2 separate regions of the Triticum aestivum genome follow, and region 2 is linked to region 1. The links are chromatin contacts, called in public Hi-C maps. All regions are on one chromosome and are shown on one strand. Each heading gives the region's core, a stretch centred on a gene start, on an enhancer-like site or on the middle of the called end of the contact. The rest is flanking DNA. Distances are from core to core; before and after follow the strand shown.

Region 1 (2,700 bases), core at 177-2,676:
TCGTCGTCCTCGGGGTCCTCGCCGGCGTCGTCCCGGTAGGCGTCCACGTATTGCTTGTGGCTGTGCGGGAGGGCCAGCGGGGGCTTGGTCGGCGACCTGTCCGTCACGCGGAGGTGCTGGAACCGCTCCCCTGCAACGGCTGGCGATCAGGGAAACGAAAATTAGTTGGACAGTGACCGCGGTGCTGTACTTCTGCTGCACATAAATTCAGGTTTTACTTCGGACACTGCATTGCATGCCATGGTAGACTTCTGGCGCCACCGTGCATGCATGCATTAACGCCATGGAGAAAAAAGGAGCAGGAATTCTAGCGTTCGAGCCGTTGGGTGATAAATTCCTCGCGACTTTCGACGCGGGTGCAGAAAGGGAACGTGCAAGGTGTAAGAAGCTGCTGTGGGTACTTCGTTTTTTACCAGCTCCTCTCTCTTGGACCATTCGTTTGAAAGCGAGTCGACAATGGGGACAGAGAGAGGCGAAAAGATGGAAAAGACGGCTTGTTTTTTGCACGAGAAGAAGGAACAAAAAAGTAATGAAGTTATCACAGTATCGCTCATGGTCATGCTAGGAAGAAGAAGAAGTTGTTTCTTTTACATGCGTCGTGGTTAAGCGATGGAGAGTGATGATTTTCATTACCGGAAGAACAGCCGGGGAAGATCTCGGAGCCCTTGAGGACGTACTCCACGCCGTCGGACGGATATATCACGTCGCTCTCCGAGAGGTCGTTCCACACGTAGCCGTTCTTGTAGTTCCTTCAATCAAAGAGTAACACAATTGCAAGACCATGAGCACATTACTACCACACGAGAAATACGTACGGAGCGTGTCCAATAAACGATCCGGCGCCTACCTCTTGCAAGACCATGAGAAGAGAGCGGGCATGCCTTTCCCCCTCAGCAGCGTCAGCTTGTCCATCACATCTTCGCGGCGACAAAAATGGAGCATCGATCATCAGCCATGGCTAGAAACAGATGACCAGGGACGCAGATGAAGGTGCAGATGGAAGAAGTGCATGCCTACCTTTGAGGCGGAGCGGCTGGTGGGGAAACTGCGCGAGCTCCATGAAGTGCGGGTGCTCGAGCTGGCCGCTGCGGCAGAGGTAGTAGATGATCTGCACCCGCCTCATGGGCCTCGCCGGCGCGGACCTCGCCGTCACCGCCGACGCGTACGCCGGCCTGCCGCGCTCCGGGCTCGCCTCCATCTGCGCCCTGCCGCCGCCGGCGTGGTGATGGAGCTTCCTCCCCTCTCCCGCCGCCTCCATTTCCTTCGCCTCACCACTCACTCGCTCTCTCCCTAGCTGCAAGCCTGCGACCGCAATGCAACTACGGCCCCGCTAGAACGGAAGTCAAGCCGTTTATATTAGAAGAAGAGCGGGTGCTCTGCTCAGCTCTGCGCTGCTGGGTGGTGGGCGTTGGGCTGGCGCCGGGCCCCGCGGGTTTTACTAGGGAAGACTGTGCGACGGTGAGGGCTTGAGGTCGTCATCATGCTACTATGATCGGTGGGGCGATGCGTGTGGAGCTGGGCTGGGCTGGAACATCCTGGTACCCCGCGCCCATGCTCCACTGCTCTCACTCCTCTTTACACACAGGTCGTCACTGCTACGTGTCGTAGTATGTCACGTCGCGCGCTTTGCGGTGCTCAAAAGAGCCCAACCGCCTGTCCATCGGTGCCACCCGCCCGTGTATCTCGCCACGCCAGCCCAACTTTCAGTTTTCACCGTGTCGCCTCGATCGCCAGGTTGAGTAGTAATTACCGTTGCTTTATTTACTCGATCGATTCGGTCGACCGACCCGTTTTCAGCAGCAGCAGCGGCGCACGCTCGATGGCATGGGGAGTGAAAATTAGCCTCGTATAGACTTTGGGCAGCGCGGCGCAGGGCGTCATCAGGCAAGCATGCACCGCCACTGTCGCGAAATAAGTGCGCCTGCCTCGGCGAGCAGTGGTGCCGCTGGCCCGCTGTGCGCGCGCGCGCCGGGTCCGGGGTCCGGACCCGGCCTGGCCGCCTCTGCCGCTCGAGCTTGTGCCGGGGCGCCGGGAAAAAAAGCTTGGGACGGGGGCCCTCTCTGGTTGGGTTTGGGTGGGTCAAGCGCTGATCGCGATCGGCTTAAATTTGACAATTGAGCGGATGATGAGAGGGGATCGCAGCTTTTGGAACTAGCCGGCGCGCGGGCGCGGGTGCCTCGTTGGATCTGGTATGATTTGAGTGGGTGGGAGGCTTTGGACGATTGCTGTTTCCACTGACGACCGGCTTTAGCTTCAGCGGATCGGATCCAATGCATGCACGAGATTTAAAGAATTGGACGGACGATGGAATGAGCCTGCAAGAATCCAAGCGCGCCATCCACGGTCTCGGGCTTGCACTGCACCTCATTGGCTTTTGTTCGTTTGCGGTCGGTATTGGCACAGTGCCGTCTGCCGTGCACCGGCGGATCGAGCGTTCGAGCGGGGTGTATCGGTGTCCATGAAAGAAAGGAAAAATGGCTCGACAAAATAGGGTAGTACGTAGAGGAGTAAAATTAGAAATGGCCGCCACCGCCATGCCTGCACTCACGGAGATATTCTCACCAATGAGACGGGCATGATGAATTGATGATCAGCAGTGTGTGGCAAATTTTCGTATTTTGACCATTTTCTAAAACCTATTCGAGATTTGACCCTAGTTTGAAAAAAAATCGAGATCTGACCCTTTTACTACTGCCAGAG
Region 2 (2,869 bases), core at 66-2,565, 140 kb after region 1:
CCGGCTAGAACGTATGTGTGCTCTCTTTTTTTTTTTTTTTGCGGGGAGTATGTGTGCTCTCTTGCCAAAGAAAAAAGTGACTAGCAGCAATTTTAAATTCAATATTTATTAGAAAGTTTCTTTTTTTTTGGTTCATTTTCTTTTGTCTTGTGTTTCAGACCAAACACAAGTTCTGGTGGTTTGTGGTTGTAAAGAGTGCTCCTCTAAAAAAATCGGGTTACCCAAATAGGTGAAAGTCAATTTTTGGTTTTGCAATTTTCTTTAGTGACCTGTCCCAAGCTCGTTCCCATAATTTTATTTTATTTTTCTTAAATACAGTATCGACGCAGACGCTCATATAAATGCATATGTACTCCCATGTATGAATGTACACTCGTACCCCTATGAACACTAAAAAAGACCGTATCTTTTTTTTGCGGAAAAAAAAATTGTATCCTATGAGCCCCTTAGAAAGACTGAGCTAACATCACATCTTAAAATTAACGAAGTAATTACAGATGTCTCGTAGTCGGGGAACAAAGTTGATCAAAGATGTCATGTGGAAACTCAGTCTTTACAGCGGTTAAGAAAAGATTTGGCACTGTTCAAAAGAAAAACAAAAGATTTTGCAATTCACTTGCCAACTTTATCATCCAACCCCATGCTGTCTTGTGGTATACTCCATCGTTTTGTGTAGTTGAAATTCTTCTAGCCCGTGGACTTTTGCTCATACCCCATCGTTTTGTGTAGATGCAGGGGTAGGGGTACTGCTGCCTAGTAGCAGTAGAGCGTAGCGTTGAAACGCGCATTATTTTACTCGCTAATCAGCCCGCAATGATGCGGAAATAACACGGGCGCGCGACAAGATGGCTGCATGTCAGCTGGAACCCCGGTACGACGTGCAGCAGCCCCATACCTAGGAGTAATACCCCTCCCCGGTCAAACCAGGACCACGCCGGCCGGCCGGCCGGCCACCCCCTCTCTCTCTCTCTGCGTCCCTGCAACTGCAGCGTCCTCCAAGCCTACCGCGGCCAGCCCCTAGCCTTCTACAGTGAGCCACTGCCGCTCTGAAAAGAGGCCTTCCATGCTGCCCCGCCACGCCCCCTCTCTCCCTCTCTCTCTCTCTCCCTCTCGACATTGCCGGCCCCAGAGCTCGGCCTCTTCAATGCTTTCCGGCCGCTACTGCCGCGCGAGCTGCCCCCTCCCGTTCCCGCTATAAAACACGCGCGTCCAGGCCATTGGAGGCTCCACCCCATTCTGTTTAGCCGCTAGCTGGTGGCTAGTACCGCTCGCCCCACTGACCCCAGCTCGCTTCTCCTTCTTCCCCACCCCATTATGTCTGCCCCTGTGTCGTGTGCTGCCGGCGTGGACCGGATGGAGGTAAGCGTTCATGCGCCCATGCAAGGATCGGCACTTCCCCGTGGTCTGTACTTTGTAGCTCACCTGGTTTTGCCTTTGCTTTGCTTCTGCAGAAGGCGAGGCGGCGGCAGGTGCCGGCGTTCGGGGAGTGGAACTACTGCTACTACTACGACGAGCCGCCGGCCGCGGCGGCGGTGGCCGTGGCGGCCGAGTGCTACGCGCCGGAGCCGGAGGCCTGCAGCGACGTGTGGTTCAGGTACTCGCCGCCTCCGCGCAAGCCCACGCCCAAGAAGACGCGGAGGCCGGACCAGGGCGACGTGGCCCGTCGGGAGAAGGGGGAGAGGCGCGGTGCCAGGGCGCTGGACGCTGCCGGCAGCGTGCCGCGCGCCACGGCCAAGGCCGGCTCCAGGGTGGTGCGCCCGGTCGACGAGGACCTGTACCAGGTGCCTCCGCCGGAGTTCACCTCCCGCCGGCCGAGGCGGAAGAGGAGCCTGCTGATGGGATGCCTGGGCCTCAACTCATGCGTCGCCTGAACCTGTGTGCCAATGGGATGCGAGCTGCGCGTTCTATTCTACTAGAGTGGTAGTGGTAGTGTTCACTAGATTGAGTGAGTGCTGGTTCTTTCTTGTTGTGTGTTATGTAGTTTTGATCTCTTGGGCAGTTGGGCTAGTGAGTGATCACTTGTAATGCTCTCGAGCTGTTTATTCCACCTTGAGTTTGTGTACGCAGGTCTCATGTGTTAGGTTGGGTCAGTCAGTGAGTTGATGGTGTAGATCTAGGCATGTTTGGATCGTGTCCAAAATGTACCCCACTTCAATATTTTGGCCAGGATCCAAAAATAGGTACCAGTGTTGCCTTACTCATGTCATGTGCAACCAGCACCTCAGCCAAAAAATTAGCTAGCTGATATTTTGGCGGGGCAATCTAGGGCATAAACCAAACACGCATCGAATCCAATGCTTCTCCCTTCCTTCTCTTCCCTCGTCACAATCTCGGTGGACGTACATGCTTTTCGGGCTGTTCTGTTCATCACAAGCAACCTGGAACTAAAGAAAGGGGCAGCAATCCATTATTGAGAGGAAATAACCCACCAATTTCAATTTGAACGTCATACTACCTGCAAACAACTACAGCTACAATGCCTTACTGACGGCCTAGCACAGCTCTATGAGATTCTCATCTTATAAACATAGCCAAGTTCGTCTGCACAGTTTTGTCTCTCTTCTTGTATGTTGGACATTGTAATTCATGCCCCGGCCCGTTGATTGTTCTGTCAATCCAAACTCGAGTCCGTATTCGGCCTTCTTCAGCCTCGTTGTAAAAAAGTTCTTATGTGCTCTTGCGCCACTTTGCTCCGAAAGATAAAGATGAGATGCACGCACAATCTTCACTTGAACTGGCCAAACTGATCTTAGGGGAATTTAACCAAGGTACGATGGCAGAGCTGAAACAACATGGCTCCACTCCAAAGCGGAAGCATCTCTTAATTCTGGGCTCCGCAGCATTGCAGCTCGCTATAAGTACAGCTCGC

Evidence for each region. A called contact is a pair of places that touch in the nucleus more often than the background predicts.
Region 2: a Hi-C map of leaf shows a contact between it and region 1, with 5 times the contacts expected there. The contact joins the promoter of LOC123081666 here to the promoter of LOC123084922 in region 1. A contact is called at or near these places in 2 of 5 Hi-C or Micro-C datasets (leaf and root).

What each region holds. Positions count from the first base shown.
Region 1 is chr4A:30,175,392-30,178,091 of IWGSC CS RefSeq v2.1, forward strand. LOC123084922 (protein SOSEKI 2) reads right to left here and starts at 1,427. Exons shown (of 5, transcript XM_044506463.1): 1 at 1,018-1,427; 2 at 848-917; 3 at 634-749; 4 at 1-139. The coding sequence starts at 1,258.
Region 2 is chr4A:30,311,206-30,314,074 of IWGSC CS RefSeq v2.1, forward strand. It overlaps LOC123081666, which reads left to right and starts at 1,316. Exons shown (of 2, transcript XM_044504215.1): 1 at 1,316-1,359; 2 at 1,452-2,312. The coding sequence starts at 1,354. The coding sequence ends at 1,871.